Linked DNA regions of Mus musculus: region 2 is linked to region 1. The links are chromatin contacts, called in public capture Hi-C maps. All regions are on one chromosome and are shown on one strand. The core of a region is the stretch at or near the end of the contact, and the rest is flanking DNA. Distances in the headings are between cores, read along the strand shown. Region 1 overlaps Aldh4a1 (aldehyde dehydrogenase 4 family, member A1). Region 2 has its middle 37 kb from the start of Gm46873.

Evidence for each region. Capture Hi-C pulls out chosen DNA fragments and counts their contacts.
Region 2: a capture Hi-C map of embryonic tail shows a contact between it and region 1, with 5 times the contacts expected there. The contact joins two enhancer-like sites. A contact is called at or near these places in 7 of 39 promoter capture datasets (the C10 cell line, HPC-7-derived erythroid cells, cranial neural crest and 4 more), 6 of 15 datasets of contacts at CTCF or cohesin (the NIH/3T3 cell line, embryonic stem cells, hippocampal excitatory neurons and 3 more), 141 of 484 Hi-C or Micro-C datasets (the 63-12 cell line, the AML12 cell line, B cells and 71 more), 22 of 115 datasets of contacts at active chromatin or transcription factors (the HPC-7 cell line, Th17 cells, acute myeloid leukemia and 14 more) and 5 of 9 other capture datasets (adipose tissue, embryonic stem cells, embryonic tail and 2 more).

Annotation. Positions count from the first base shown.
Region 1 is chr4:139,637,221-139,644,981 of GRCm38.p6, reverse strand. It overlaps Aldh4a1 (aldehyde dehydrogenase 4 family, member A1), which reads right to left. Exons shown (of 15, transcript NM_175438.4): 7 at 7,722-7,761; 8 at 6,420-6,607; 9 at 4,296-4,369; 10 at 2,709-2,905; 11 at 2,421-2,468; 12 at 1,440-1,592; 13 at 749-870; 14 at 1-3. It overlaps Mir7020 (microRNA 7020), which reads right to left and starts at 940; the gene lies at 871-940. Within about 2 kb of position 4,976, at least 44 of the 459 cell types and tissues checked have an H3K27ac peak or open chromatin away from gene starts, as enhancers often do. A contact at or near this core is called in embryonic tail, where this site is marked.
Region 2 is chr4:139,866,899-139,874,350 of GRCm38.p6, reverse strand. No RefSeq gene overlaps it. Among named protein-coding and RNA genes, the nearest start is that of Gm46873, 37 kb to the right of the region's middle. Within about 2 kb of position 4,305, at least 11 of the 459 cell types and tissues checked have an H3K27ac peak or open chromatin away from gene starts, as enhancers often do. A contact at or near this core is called in embryonic tail, where this site is marked.

The DNA.
Region 1 (7,761 bases), core at 3,727-6,226:
GCTCTAGGAGACAGGACAGTGATCATGGGGGGCCGCCAGCCCCAAGTGTGGCCTCTAATCCCTCTTTCAGCCCACAATGGCTCCCGCTAGGCAAGCAGCCACGTTAGGAACAGGATGCTAGAGTGGGCCCTGAGGCTCAGCTTTTCCCGAGAAGGGGGTTAGCTCACTGGCCTTCTGGAGTCACAGGGAGGCCTGGGTGGACCACAGGGGGTCAAGCCACAACTAGCGGGGTAATGGGGGGCTGGGGGGTAACGGAGGTCTCCAGTCTAACTCATCCATTTCACTAGAGCACAGCAAACACCCAGAGTCTATGCTTCCTCCTGGGCTCGCACGTCCATCAGCGGCAGACAGAGTGGCTACGGGGCCGAGGAGGGAGAAGAATATAAAAATTCAAAGTTAGGGTGGCAGGACCCACCCACATCAGATCTGTTTCCACTGCAGCAAGACTCTGCAGCACGGGGCAGGATGGTCACCTAGCTCAGTGGGGCCCCCAACAGGTCAATCATGAGGTCCCCACGCCTGTCCCTGGAGATTCAGACAGGGATGGTCACCAGGGGCTTGTGACAGCTATGTATCTAACAAGCCAGACTGCAGCAGTCTGCCTTTAGGTGTAAGCTGAAAGGACTGAGGGAACGCTGTGAGGGAAAGCAGATGAGGGATTAGCAGAAACTGCATCCAGGAGGTGAGGTTGGCGCTGAACTGGCAAGAACGGGTACACAACATTGCTCCCAGGGCTGAGGCCACTCACTTATCCTGGGCGAACACTGCCCCCGTGAGGCCATAGCTGGTAGTGCTGTCAACCAGCTGCAGCGTCTCTCTGTATTTATCATCTGGGTACACATATACTGTCAACACAGGACCGAAGATCTCCTGGGAGAGAAGAGAGGGGTTAGTGCCTACGATGTCTCCATCTGGTCACCCTCTCCACCATCCCAGACCTCAGCCCACACAACAGCCCAGACAGCAGGGCCAAAGAGGGGCCGATTCCTCCAGGTCCCCTCTGGTCTCTGTGTCTGGCTTCCTGACCATTAGGCAGAAGACCCAGAACCTTCTGGCTTCCCTGTCATATCCTCAGGTAAAGCAGCCAGGCCCTGGGGAGCGCAGGAGGCTTAGCACAGCACGTGCTAAGGCATCCTCCCTCCTGGGGGCTCCTCTCCCACTAAGGGTGTGCTCTCTCTGGCCCTGCACCCCAATCCCATCTCAGGCATCAGCCATGGCCACACCACAGGGAGCCAGCAAGCCCACAGGGACTGCAGCAGCTGTGGCAATGGCGTGCTAGGCCACAGCCAGCACTGACAGCGACAGGGACAGGGACGAGTCTTGGACAGGTCTGAACTCCTGAGCTCCCTCCGGCTGTGAGCCATTTCTGTCAGCCATGAAACCAGGCGGCATCGGAAAACAGCATGACGCCATGCCCGAGGACAGCCCGAAGCAGTCACCTCCTTCATGATGGGTTCCTGTGGGTCCTTGCTCTCAATGATACATGGTTCCACGTAGTAACCCACTGACTCGTTACACTGGCCCCCTGCCAGGATGCTGAGGCTGGGCGAGGAACGTGCATGCTCCAACCACTTCTTAATGCGAGCAAAGGCCTAGGGTGGGTGAGTGGGAGCATCAGAGAGAGCCACTCCCTGCCTGCCCCGCCCCACCCCGCCCCACCCCGCCCAGTATTCACCCCAAAATACCTCTGCCTAAAGGTGAGGGGGAACAGGGTTGGAGACACTGAAAGCCTGGCTAAGCCATGGTAGGGACACAGAGAAGAGTCCACATTGAGTATGTGTGTGTATGTATTATAACATGTGTCCCTGTCTGAATGCATGTGCGGTATGTGGTTGTGTCGATGTAGTGTGTGTGTGGTGTTTACCTAAGTGCATGTGTGATATGTGTATGCTGCATATGTCTACGGCGTGTGTGTATGAGTGAGTATGCTGTGGTTTTGGAAGCTGGGTATATGTATATGTATGTGTTATGTAGCGGGTGGCAAGAACACGTGGGGTCAAACCACAGTTGTCCTTACATACCAACAGATTCCGAGACAGACACACAGAAAGGTGCATACATAGCGACATGTTTACATTGAAGCACGCTCTTAGCAGGGATGCCTGCCGGGCATGTGGCTACAGAGATGTGTTTTCAAGGCTATATCTACATCATGGTCTCAGAGCTGTGCTCTCAAGTACACATGTGGGGCCTGCCTGTATGTGTGCGTACACGAGTGTGTGTACACATGCACACTTTAGGGGCTTGCTGAGTCTGGTCTGAGTATGGGCAGACAATTTCCCGCCGTGGATGATCCAGCCTTCTTCCAAGCCAGGGAGGCACATGTATAGTTACCAGCAACACTGACCAGCCTGTCCCACTCTGTCCCACATCTGTGCCCAGTGCCCCTCCCCCAGAAAGCACTGCATCTCACCCCCTACCTTGGCATCAATCACTGCGGAGAAGAAGGTCCCAAAGTCCTCTGCAGGCTGAGGAAGAGACAGACAGACAGACAGAGACAGAAAGTGAGACACTGTAGGGCAAAGAGGAAGGGACCCTTTTTCCTACATGCACCCCACCCCACAAGCGCAGAGCCCCCAAGGAAGGACCCAGCCTCAGAGAGCCAGAGAGAGCCGCAGGGAGGCACTCAAATTGCTGGAGAGAGCGAGCTGAGCAAGCGACCTCCAATCCCATCAGCCACCTGCTGTGAGAGCCAAGGCCCCACTCACATCCCCCACTTTGATCCTGCTGTGTTCCTCCAGCAGTCGCCCTTTGATCTGCGGCCACAGCGACTTCGGCACGTAGAGGCGCGAGCAGGCTGAGCACTTCTGGCCGCCGTACTCGAATGCCGAGCGCAGCGTCCCGCTCACCACGCTGTCCACGTCGGCCGAGCTGTGCACAAAATGGAAATTCTTCCCGCCACACTCTGCAGGGCACAGAGTGTGGCCATCACTGGGTGCGGCCCGGACCACCGCCCACACCCATCCGCAGCGCCACACTCAGCAGAAGAGAGGGAGAGGGAGCCACAAGCCAGACCTGCTCCACTCCATAGTTGGGGAAGCAAGGCTGGGGGAGGGAACAGGAAAACACAGGGCTTCGGCAGGCACCAACTCCCCATCACAGAGAAAACCAAAAGAGCACCACAAGCCAAGCTCCCAAGGGCCCGCCCACCCATTCCTAAAGGCGGGCCAGGCTTTCCTGAAACCTACGGGGGGGGGGGGCGCGGGGGAGCGGACCCATCTACTCCTTTACATGACCTTCAGACAGGTCATGGCACCCTCCAGCCTCAGTTTACCGGCTCAGAAACAAGTTACATCAGACAGCCAAAAGCACACACCACCTGCCAGGTGCTGGAGGTGCTGTTCCTAACTATCAGTCTGCCCAAGTCTTGAGGACCACTTCCATTGTCCTGCCCCCATCTCAAAGATGAATACACTGAGAAGCCTTGATGCAGCCACTGGCTCCAGGGTGGGCCATGGCCCACATGAAGGAGAGGTTGCCCCCTCCCCTGCAGAGTTCATAAGTCCATAACTGAGAAGCTCAGTTGCTATGGGCAACCCAGGCACACATCAGAGGCCAGCTAACTCAGGAAGGGCCTCCCATGGGTCCCACCTCACACTAGGGGTTAGAAGGCTGAGCCATCATCAGTCCCGGCTTCTACTGTCAAGTGCACCCCAGGCAGAAGTTCTCTGAGGTCTCAGCAAAGTGTGTTCTACAACTCCTGGCCCCACGGGGACTGTGCAAAATGGGGTTCCGTGGCCCAGGGAGTCCGGGAAACACTGCATAGCCAGTTATACTCTCTGAGGATATAAATGGAGTACTAAAAGCTCTGAGAAACCCTGGAGGAGGAGAGTCCATTGGCTTTGCCTCACAACGTGCATCAAGTGTTTGTGATCAGAGAATGGTTTCTCAGGGAGAGAGTTACCACTGCTGATGAGAGACCACGCTGCTGTCCTCTCAGCTAGCTTCCTCCTTTCCTGTCCCCCCTCCACACCCACAAATGGGCTCCTTCCTCCCCTGCTCAGACCCGTGCTTTCCACACAGCAGCCCTGAGTCATGTGTGCCACCAACACAGGTCCAAAAAGGAACACAGCTTTCAGTCCCCGCCACAGGCATGATTAGGTGTTTCATGCTCACACATAGCTCCGGGGGCGGGGGGGGGGGGGAGGAGTGTCACTGTGCAGGCTGATAGAGAAGTCCCCATTGTTGGCTCAAAGGATCCCAAGAAGATCCAAGTGACCCTTCTCTTTCTCCTGGTTGCTCATAATGGCTCAGGAAGGGGGGGTCCCTGGAAGCGTGTGAGGGGCGGGGCTCACCTCCAGCCAAGCGTGGGAAGGTACGGAACCGGTCCAGGTTCTGGGCCACCTGCCTCCACAGGTGTTTGAAGGTGCTAGAACCAAGAGACACAGTGTCAAGAAGCCACGAGAGGAAGAGGCTAAAAAGACCTGGGGGAAATGCCTAAGGCGGGTGTGCAGGGGTCACGGTAGTACCAGGAGGAACTAAGTGGATACTGGCAGCTGTGATGGGGGTGGGGTGGCACCCAGAAGGCCCAGATGTGAAAACAGATAGTGCTGGTCCCGGGCTCTGACACAGGGCTGTGTGAAGTGTCGCCAAGCCTCCAATTCTGCACCTCACCTGAAGAATGAGCTCGGCCCACAGGCGTTCCAGAATAAGCCCGAACTTAGGCTCACGCTGGGCACACTGCAGTCGCTCAAAAGCAACACACACCTCGGTGGCTATGGGGAGCATCCTGGCCCAGGGCCTGGCCTGACAGACCAAACCAACAGCTCAGGCCACCCGGACCTGCCGCCCCTGAGACACAAGCCTCCTCCCCGGGCTTCACTGTGACCAACCTCAACACCACAAAACAATAAAAATGCTAATCACCCGGCACAGCAGCTAACGGTAATTTATGACTTTGCTACCTTCGGCCTAGCAGCTTGCTAGAGCGTAGCAAACAGGGGGCCAGGCCCTCTCTCTGCCTGCTAACAGGCAGAGACCCGAGCACTGGCAGGACAGGCCTCTGGGGAAAAGGCCCTGTCAGCACTCCTCAAGCTACCAACCACCCACACTGGCGAACCAGGCACGGAGGGTGCAGAGACGCCATTGCAGGTGCCACACAGTAAGGGCTGCAGATGCTAAATGGGACACGGGGCTGTCCCAGTCAGCTCCACCCACTCGACCAGAAAGCTCCTCAGTCAGTGACCTACACATGACTCAACTGCCCCCAAGCCTGTATACCCTGACAGTATCAATCCCTCTTCCTACCGAGGCCAGACTGTCCCGGACTCAGACCCTGGCTGCAGACCCCCACTGGCTCACCACCCTGCTTGGTGTACTATGCCCTAGGCTCTGAGATCTCTACATGATCCATAGCTATTATCCCAATCCCTGAAGCTCCCAACTTCCAGACCTTTTGAAGCCGAATCCTAGGAGAGAGTACAGACAGGAGAGGAGGGCAAACAGTGGGCAGACCTGGGATACACAGACCCAGGTATGGAGAGGGTCTGAGGAAGCTACAAAGTGTTGTCCACCTCTAGCTAATGAGACGTGCAGGCCCAGGGGGACCGGAACATACACCACATAAGGTTTAAAAGATAAAACACTCCCAATTAGACATGTCCGGGCTATGGCTCTTAGGAATCCAAGAAAACAAAGCTAGCCCCTCTTAGATCCAATGGGCAACCCCAGCCTGAAACAGTACAGTGCTTAGACCAATTCCCTAGAACCTTCCGCGTCTCCCACCACCTTCCGCGTGCAGCCCACACACACCTCTGCAGATTCGGAAGACTCCTAGGAGCTGCTGGGCCAAATCTGAAAGATGGGACCCAGGGAGGCGGAGTGGACAGGTGGCGAGCAGGGACCTTGACCTCATAGCTAACTTATCTCCAGCCTTGACACAGAACTCTGTGCTTCGGGGGGGGGGGGGTGGGGGGTGTTGGGGGTTGGGGGTTGGAAGACACTTGCTGAGTCTGCGTGCTGATGCCTGGTCTGCCCCTCTGACTCCACCCTCCAGGCCCAGGGGACACGCCCTGCAAAGTATCACAGGCTTAGCCAGCAGGCCCCCTTAGTATCCTCCTCCTTCCTATAACCCTGTTCCCACCTCCTCACCTCTGCCTAGCCAACCTTCCACGGGGGTGCCTCCTCCACAATGCAGGCCCAGCATCTCCTGTTTCCAGCTCACCCGTTCATGCCCTCTGTGGTGGGAGGCTGTCCTCAGCCACGGGCTGTGTTTCCAGCCCACACAATGGTTCACCTTTTCCATCCTTTCAAAGATTCACCAAGATAGGGACCCCTCCACTCTCATTCGGCACAGTGGCTCGCCCATGCTCACACAGAGGGAGTGGGCAAGGCCAGCGTGTGACCGCTGGGTTCACAGCCGCAAACATCAGCTCATATCCCTACACCCCATGTCCCGTCCCACCCCCTCAGGGACTTACGGGACACTGCCTGTAAAATTGATGCCACAAAGGTGCTCTGAGCTGGTGACTGTGTCCCCGAAGGTTGGCCCGTCGGCTGGCACAAACTGGATTATGTTGGGGGGCAAGCCGGCCTCCCGGAGGATGCGGTAGACGGCGTAGCTAGCCAGCATGGCAGTGTCACTGGGCTTCCACAGAACCACGTTGCCCTGTCATAAAGGTGTCAAACATGATTCACAAGGTGGCGAAAGACCAACCATGCCAGCATGTATCCCGCTGCACAGCACGGTCACCCCTATGGGAACCTGATTCAGACCCTATCCAAGCTCACTGTGCTGTCAAGCTCACAGCACTGTTTGTGCTGTTTTCCAGAGGCCCCTGCCATGGAGACCCCAGTCTTCACCTCTCACTCTGGCCTGGGCCCCCTTTCCCTGCAAGCCTGGGCCGAGTCTTGCCTTCATTCCAGGTTACGACTGTTCCCAGTGTTCTGGGACATCCCAGGGTGTGGCTGGACAAGTACGCACACACTACATGCACGTGCGCTGAGTCAGAGCACGTGCAGCCTCATAGGCACCAGGAGGGCCCGATCCACAATGCACGAGGCTGTCCCTGTGCATGCACAGAGAGCACAAACGCCATGCCTAAGGTCCAGGCTGCTGGACCAACACCAGCTCTCTTCCTGGCAGGCTTTTGGATCCCCCACATCAGCCTGGGAGCTCCCTCAGGTACAGGTGCCTTCTCTCAACAATGACAGAAGACCTGTGGCTTTCAGTTCAGAGCTCCAGACTCCAAATTCCTATCTATCCCTCCACAAGTTCCTAATGGGCATCTCAGGTATCACCTGGCAAAGAGGCACAGGGGCAGCCACCCCTCTCATAGCTTTTCAAGTTAACTGACATCGTTAGCACACAGTGTCAATGGCTGCCACACATATGAGTCCTCTAGGTCACCAGCAACAGCAGCAGCAGCTGTCAGATCCATGGCTCAGTCTTGGCTGGATCTGCCTGGCATCTAGCATATCTCAATCTTTGTGAGTTGATGGTGTGAGCCCTGATACACACACACACACACACACACACACACACACACACACGCACACACATGCTATTGCTCCTGCTGAATGGAGGAGGAAACTGTGCCTCTCAGCTTGGGTTCTGCCCTGGTCTCCCACAAATGGACAAGGCTGTAAGATAAACCAAGAGCTGGAACCCAAAAACGTATCCACAGCCCCAGCTGCTACTCTCTGTACTTCTCCCATAACTATGGGCAGACTGGGTTTGAGATCCGGGGTGTGACTAACTGGCCCCTGGCCCCGGTCCTCACCATTAAGGCCGGAGCGCCTGCCAGGTTGCCTCCAATCGCG
Region 2 (7,452 bases), core at 3,056-5,555, 230 kb before region 1:
CTCTGACTGAGGACCAGGGTGACCAGCTGCCTCGGCCTCCTGACTCTGATGGACTGCACCTTGAGCAGGGAGCTGAAAGAAGTAAAACCCTTTCTCCTTTAAGTTGTTTTTGTCTGAGGTCTCACTAGGTAGCCCTAGCTGACCTAGAACTCGCTTTATAGACCAGGCTGGCCTCGAACTCACAGAGACTCACCTTCCTCTGCCTCCCAGGTATTGGGATTAAAGGTGAGCACCACCGCATTCAGCTTGTCCGAGTATTTTATCTCAGCAACGGTAAAAACAAAACGAAACAAAGATACCAGGTTAAGGACCCTTCATTAGTCATTTAGTCACTCATTCATTAATTCATTAATTCATTCAACCTCTATTTACTGTAGAGTAGGAAAGCATTTAGTCCCCTGAACCTGGGTTCAGATCCCGCCTCTGCCACCGAGAACATCATGGCTGTCAGCCATCCGTCTAAAGCTCAGCGGTCTCAGCCTGCCCACCTGTAATTAGAGACAAGTTTCCTCTCCTTTGTGGGGGTCGGTCTGAAGAAAAGGAGTCAACCAGACCGGTCATGACACTTGACACCTGCCATAAGGGATGGTCACTTCTGTCAAGATGTCTACAAGCTGCCCGGCTGGATCCTCAGGTACATCAGACATATCAATGACCATAGGACCAAGGGACAAATATCACCAGATAGAAGAGCAGACAGCCTCAGGGAACAGTGGGCTTAAGGACTTGCCCTGGGACCACAGCTGGACTCCAAAGTCCCCATACCTGCTCAGCCAGGTCAAATCATCCACATATCTTATTTCTGTTTCATATATACATATATATATATATATACACATATACACATATACACACCTACACACATACACACATACACACATACACATATACACATATACATATACATATATATAGTATATGTGCGCATATGTATGCACATACATACATATATATAAAATTATGTATCTATTACATATATACATATATTACTTGTGTATATGTACGTACATATATATGCATATACATACATATATGTACACATATAAGCATACACATATACACACATACACACGTTTGCGCACACACACACACACACACACACACACACTTCTTTTGCAATTTTAGGGAGGGATGCAGGCCTGGGTGCACTCCCCATTCCCGGTAGGCTCTGAGTTTTCATCCACTGGCTCACTGGGAAGAATATGTCAGGAAATGGAGGTTTCAGTCAGGAGCACAAACCTCCCTTGTCCAACTGGTAGGTCCCAGAGAGATGCCGAGCCCTCTTCAGCCCAGAGCCTGGGGTCCCACATCAGTATATACAAGGAGACAGAGTCTAGGCCTGCGAGTGTAGAGACGCCAGCCAGCCTTCCCTCCCCTCTGTGGGTTCCCCACTCGCTTCAGATGCCAAGCAACTCCCTGATACAATCAGGAACACGGAGCCTCGGGACTGGCCAAGGTCACAGCCAGACCCTTACTGCAGTCTGCTGGGCCACCATGGTGATCATGAGACCCCAGAAGAGAGGCTCCACAGCCCAGCCACAGCAGAGCCTTGACTCTGCTGCCCTCTGGTGGCTGCTGGCATCAGGTTCCATTTGCAGGTCCCTAGCAGAACCTGGAAGGAGAGTGAGTCTGAGCTCAAGAGGATTAACATGTAGAAAAGGCCACTTTCTCCAGCACAGACTGGAGAGAGGCCACAGGGAAACCCTTAGAGACTGGGCAGTGCAGAGTGGTAAGTATGGAAGAGCCTTGAGCTTAGATACTCGGGCTCTAGCTGGGCCCAACGAGGCTAATTATAAAGGGCCTGTAATCTCTGAGCTTCTCCTCAAGGGGCAAGTCACTTTCTCTTCCCTCAAATCTACCTGCCTGCTCTCATCCTGACCCACAGAACACAGAGCTGCAGCTTTGCACAGGTCCCAAGGCTGTGGGCATCCTCCAGTCTTAGATCGTCTGCCAGTGCCTTGGCCTTCTCAGACAGTCGCACCTCGGCTGCCCTGTTACCCGGTTCCAGTTGCCACAGGTAGGATGCTCCATCAGATACCCTTTGAGCTCAGCCTGAGCTGGGGCTGAGAGGGTGCCAGGCCTCTGGGATGTACCAGCTCCAGCCACTGCCATGTGACCAGTCCTGGCAGAGAAAGGCCGCAGGGCAGAACCCAGTCAGCCAGGCATGTGAGGCCACTGCGATAGAGATCAGTCTGGACCACGAAATTTGGGCTAGCTAATTAGGAGAAACGAGAAACCCAACGTCAGCGGCTGTGTGACCATGGGCCGGTCACTTAGCTTCTCTGAGTGTTTGAATCTGTACAAGGTGGCACACTCAGCGAGAGGAACCATGGAGATTGCATGGGAGATGGATGCTGTGTGCCGTTGTACTGGCTTCTCAGACTGGCTAGGAGCTGATGTGAGCTGAACCACGGGTGGCCAGCGCTGGGAGGCGGGTCTAGGAGGCGGGTCTTGGAGGCGGGTCTTGGAGGCGGGTCTTGGAGGCGGGTCCGCACCGTGCCCCTCCTTCCTTCCTTAGTCCTGTGCAGGTCTCATGTGCTGCCAGGACTCAGTTTTACAAGTGAAGTAACAATTTCAAAACAAACAAACAAAAAAACCCTCCCAAAGCACAGTGTAAGAAACAGTGATGTGGAGAGGGTGGAAGACAGGTGATTTATTAGGTCGCAACAGAGCTGGGATCCAAGTCTTGGGATAGAGAGAGCATGCAATAAGAGCTAATTCATCATCTTCACTATCATTGCCATCTTTATTACCATCTCCATCATCACCTCCTTCATCACTTCTTCAGATAGTGGAGATGATAGTGGATCATCTCCACTATCTCCATCATCCTCATTGCCACCACAAGCCCCATCATCATCTCCACTGTCATTTCTGCCATCACCACCATCATTATCATCACCATCTCCATCATCTCCATCACCATCTCCATCTTCTCCATCATCATCTGCATCATCTTCTCCATCATCTCCATCATCATCTCCACCACTGCTCTCATCACACCCTCTCCCGTTACTATTCTCACCGTAAACACTGTTACTATCTCCATCATCATCTTCTTCACCATTACCATCTTGCCAGCATTATTACCATCTACAAGGTGCCTTGTGCCCACATAAAACTGGCTGAGCCTCCCTGGGTAGAGGGGAAGTTGTATGTTTGAAGCGGGTTGGCCCCTTGGCGGTAGATAGGAGAGACCCTCTGCAGTCTTTGCCTTCTTCACTTCTTTTCCATGGCTTGTCATGGAAATCCAGCCACGGCAGATTCATTTGTTCATCAACCATACCTGCTCACCTACTATGCTCTCCCCCACACCTGCTAACCTACTGTGCTCTCCCCCACACCTGCTCACCTACTGTGCTCTCCCCCACACCTGCTCACCTACTGTGCTCTCCCCCACACCTGCCCACCTACTGTGCTCACCCCTACACCTGCTCACCTACTGTGCTCTCCCCCACACCTGCCCACCTACTGTGCTCTCCCCCACACCTGCACACCTACTGTGCCAGCTCCCACACCTGCACACCTACTGTGCCAGCTCCCACACCTGCACAGGCAGCAAGAGGAAACCAAGCTTTGGGATCAGGCCGGTGTGGGCCATGTCAGATCCCTGTTATGTGAAGCATGTCACAAGCCAAGCCATTCGGCCACTTTGTGGTTGGGAATCAATCACCCTCCAGTTTCTCCCTGAAACCTGCCCCATACTGAGAGGCTGAAGCCAGGGCCTCACGATGAGTCCCAGCCTCAGCAGCAGGGCTCACACAACACCTCCCGCCATGCCGGTCCTCCCCAGTTTCCCGTGCCTGGCCTCCTTTGTCCTTGCCTCAGTCTGCTTCTGGGCTACAGAGAAGGGAATAGTTGTCCCTGGGGGGGGGGCCATAGAGAAGTTGCCCTATCTGGGGCCTCGGTCATGACCTGCCCTCTTGCACTGATCCTCTCCCCAGAGGCCAGGCTTACTGGTCACTGAAAGGTCCCAGGCACCAGTATGATGCTCATGCGCAAAGTGGGAGGTGGGCAAAGCAGGAGGTGGGCAATGGAAGTGTTTCTCATCTCCCTCCCCCCCAATCCCTCCCAACTCCCACCTCTTGTCTCCTTTTATCTCTGAGTTGAGACTGGGAACCCATCTCCGTAGGGAAGGCACCAGTGGCTTCTAGAAACTTCCGGAGAGGAGTCAGAGGCCCAGGTAGAGGGCATCTAAGGAGAATCCTTCCTGCCCAGCACCCCATAAAACGAGGCAGAGCATGACCTGTGTGATGGTCTGTTAACAGCCTGGAGGCCCAGCAGCCAGTCTCCGCAGTTTATAAACTCATAAAAACACTGGGGTCATGACTGCAGAGACACCTCCTTCAGCTGAGGATGAATGGGCTTGCCTGAGGACAGGAACGCCAGCTGCAGGGGGTACCTTGAGCAGGGCAGGGGAGGGGTGCTGTGCCCCCCCACCCCTGCATCACTTAGCCAACTGTGATTGGTCTCTTCCTCCTTCACCCCTGCACCAAGCCCCAGGGGCACTGCCTCCTCCTCCCTCCCTCTCCTGAACAGAGCTAAGGAAGAAAATGAACCACTTTTGACAGCCCAGCATCCTCCATGAGGTTGAATCCCAGCTCTCTCTGTTGGGCCAACTAAACCACAGCCCTACAAGACCCAGGCCCAGGTCACCTGAGATGTGTGAGTCAAACCAGGAGAGGTGGCTGACTGGCGCCATCCAAAGCCACAGAGCATCCATCCCCCACCTCGGTATGTAAACCTGCTTGCACGGACAGATAGATGTAGCAGGCCAGTGTTGACGACGTAGAGACGCCAGTGTTCCCTGATGAGTCACTGGCATGAGCACCCTATAGCTGGAGCTCAGAGCACTGCATGCTCCCCATCCGCCCCCCAGCAGCCTGACTTTGCCACCGTTGAGTGACTCCTCACATGTCTTAACCCTTATCAACAGTGTCACCCCAGACCTACATCCAACCATTTTATAGTGTATGTCTCTTGTCCCTTTTCCTGCCTTGGTCCCAGAAGTGGTTGAGAGATACCTGACACCCCAGTGGCTCACCAGACCCCCATCACCCCACAAAGCATGAGGTTTTAGAGGAAAGTATAGAAATTCATAAACCCAGCTAATTGTGACACAAAAGGAGAAACAGGGGCCTAAAGCAGGAGAGAGCGTGGCCTGCTCTTACAGAGGATCTTTGTTCCATTCCCAGCGCCCATATGGTGGCTCACAGGGATTTGTCACCCTCTCCTGACATTCATGGATCAGACATACATACACTCAGGCAAAACTCCCATCCAGATAAACAAAATCAATCAATCTAAAAAAAATTTTAATGAAAAATAAGAATAAGATCAGCAGGCATCCTGGTTTCCTCGTGTTGCTTCGTTGTGACCGAAAGCAACTCGGAGAAGGAAAGAGTTATTTCTGTTTATACTCCCAGGTCACATCATCCGACCGGCTAATTTTATGTCAACTGACATAAGCTGATGTCACCTGAGAGGAAGGAGCCTCATTTGAGAAAGTGCCTCCATAAGGTCCTGCTGTAGGCAAGCCTGCAGGGCATTTTTTAAATCAGTGACTGATGGAGGAAGACCCAGCCCGTTGTGGTCTGGTGGTCCTGAGGTCTATAAGAAAGCAGGCACAGGCAGCCACCAGGAAGATCTTCCGCTCCCCGGCTGACCAACTCGGAAACCATCCAGGCATAGAGCCAACACTTCGAGTCGGTCCACCCCAACATCTACACCTCCTACAAGCGGCTGCAGAGGGTGAAGGAGCCAATGTCACAGAACCAGATCCAGGTATAAGCATCACCATCAAAGATGAGACCCTGAAGCATGGCTGTGACTGAAGCAGGCACCTGCCACCTCAGCTTTCAGAATGCTGAGTGCTGTCTGATCCACTTGCTCAACTGGCTTTCTTATACAGCCTACACCCACCTGCCTAGGGATGTTGCCGCCCACAGTGGGCGCACCCTTAATCCCAGCTCTGAAAAGGCAGAAACAGGAGGGCTAAGAGTTCAAGGCCAGCCTGGGATGCATGTTGAGACCCTGGAGAGATGGCTTAGCAGTTAAGAGCACTTGCTGCTCTTGGAGAGGACCAAGCTCATTTCCCAGCCTCCACAGGATGGCTCATGACCATCCCTCTGCTGACCTTCTCGTGTACCAGGCATACACATGGTGTACATAAACACATGCTGGTGAAATCTCAAACACATCAAATAAAAACAAATAAACCTTTTTTAAAATGTCAGCACCAGAAATAAGTTAAAAATAAACAAACAACTCTGTTGTTTTAACAGCAACAAAACTGTTGCTATCTACCCAGGCATGGGCAAGCCATAGCAGTCAATACCTGTGTGTGTACAGGGAGCTCTAACTGGACATAGCTTTATCGGAAGAAAAAAACAGAAAACAGAAAGACATGAAATTGGGGGGGAGATGAGGTAGAAAGTTCTAGAGAATTGGAGGGAGGCAACTGTAGAGGAAAATGACCAAAATACATTGTATAAATGTATACACTATTCAAAGAGTAAATACAAAAAGATAGTAACACTAAAAAAAAAACCTTGTTGCTGGTGTGTATGTATGTGTGTGCATGCATACATGCATGCATGTACATTTGTGCATACATATGTGCATGTGTGTGTATGTGTGTCTGTATGTGTGTGTCCACAAGCATGTGTGCATGGGTGTGAGTGTGTGCATGTGTGAGCATGTGCATGCATACATGCATGTGTGTACGTGTGTGCATGTGTATGAATGTGTGCATATATGTGTATGTGTGCACATGTGTGTGCATGTGTGTATATGTGTGCACACATACACATGCACGCATGCCTCTTCACGTGTGTGCAAGTGAGCTTGCACCATTGTGCATAGGTGGGGACAGAGGACAACCTCAGGTGTTATTGCCTAGGTGCCAACCATCTTGGACTTTTTGAGACAGAATCTTCCATGGGCCCGCAGCCCACAGAGTTGGTGAAGCTGGCTGGCCAGTGAGCCCCAAGGATCCACCCGTCTCCAGCTCCCCAATGCTGGAATCACAAGCATGGATTATCAGTTTGTCCCGTGGGTTCTGGGGCTCCAAGACCCAGGTCTCTGTGCCTGCAAGGCAAACCTCTAACTGATGGCACTGTCTCCCCAGACTGGCTGTTGTCATGATCAGAACCAAAGTGTATTTATCAATTAGCTCAGCGATAATTAAATGACACGGTGTTGTGCCTCCCTCCTGGAATTCAGGAGCTACTTCCTGCTTGTTCTTCTCCTTTGTTTTCTGCTAGTTTTGTTAATTAAAATAGTTCTTGGAATAGAACACATGTACAGAGAAGTCACAAGTCATTCAGGGCTGACATGATGGATTTCCACCCTGTGAAGCAGCCACGCCCACTGAAAGCCAGATACAACCTGCAGCCTGCAAGCCCCTGTCACACTGGAACTGGTCACTGTTGTTCTATAACTATTGTCCTG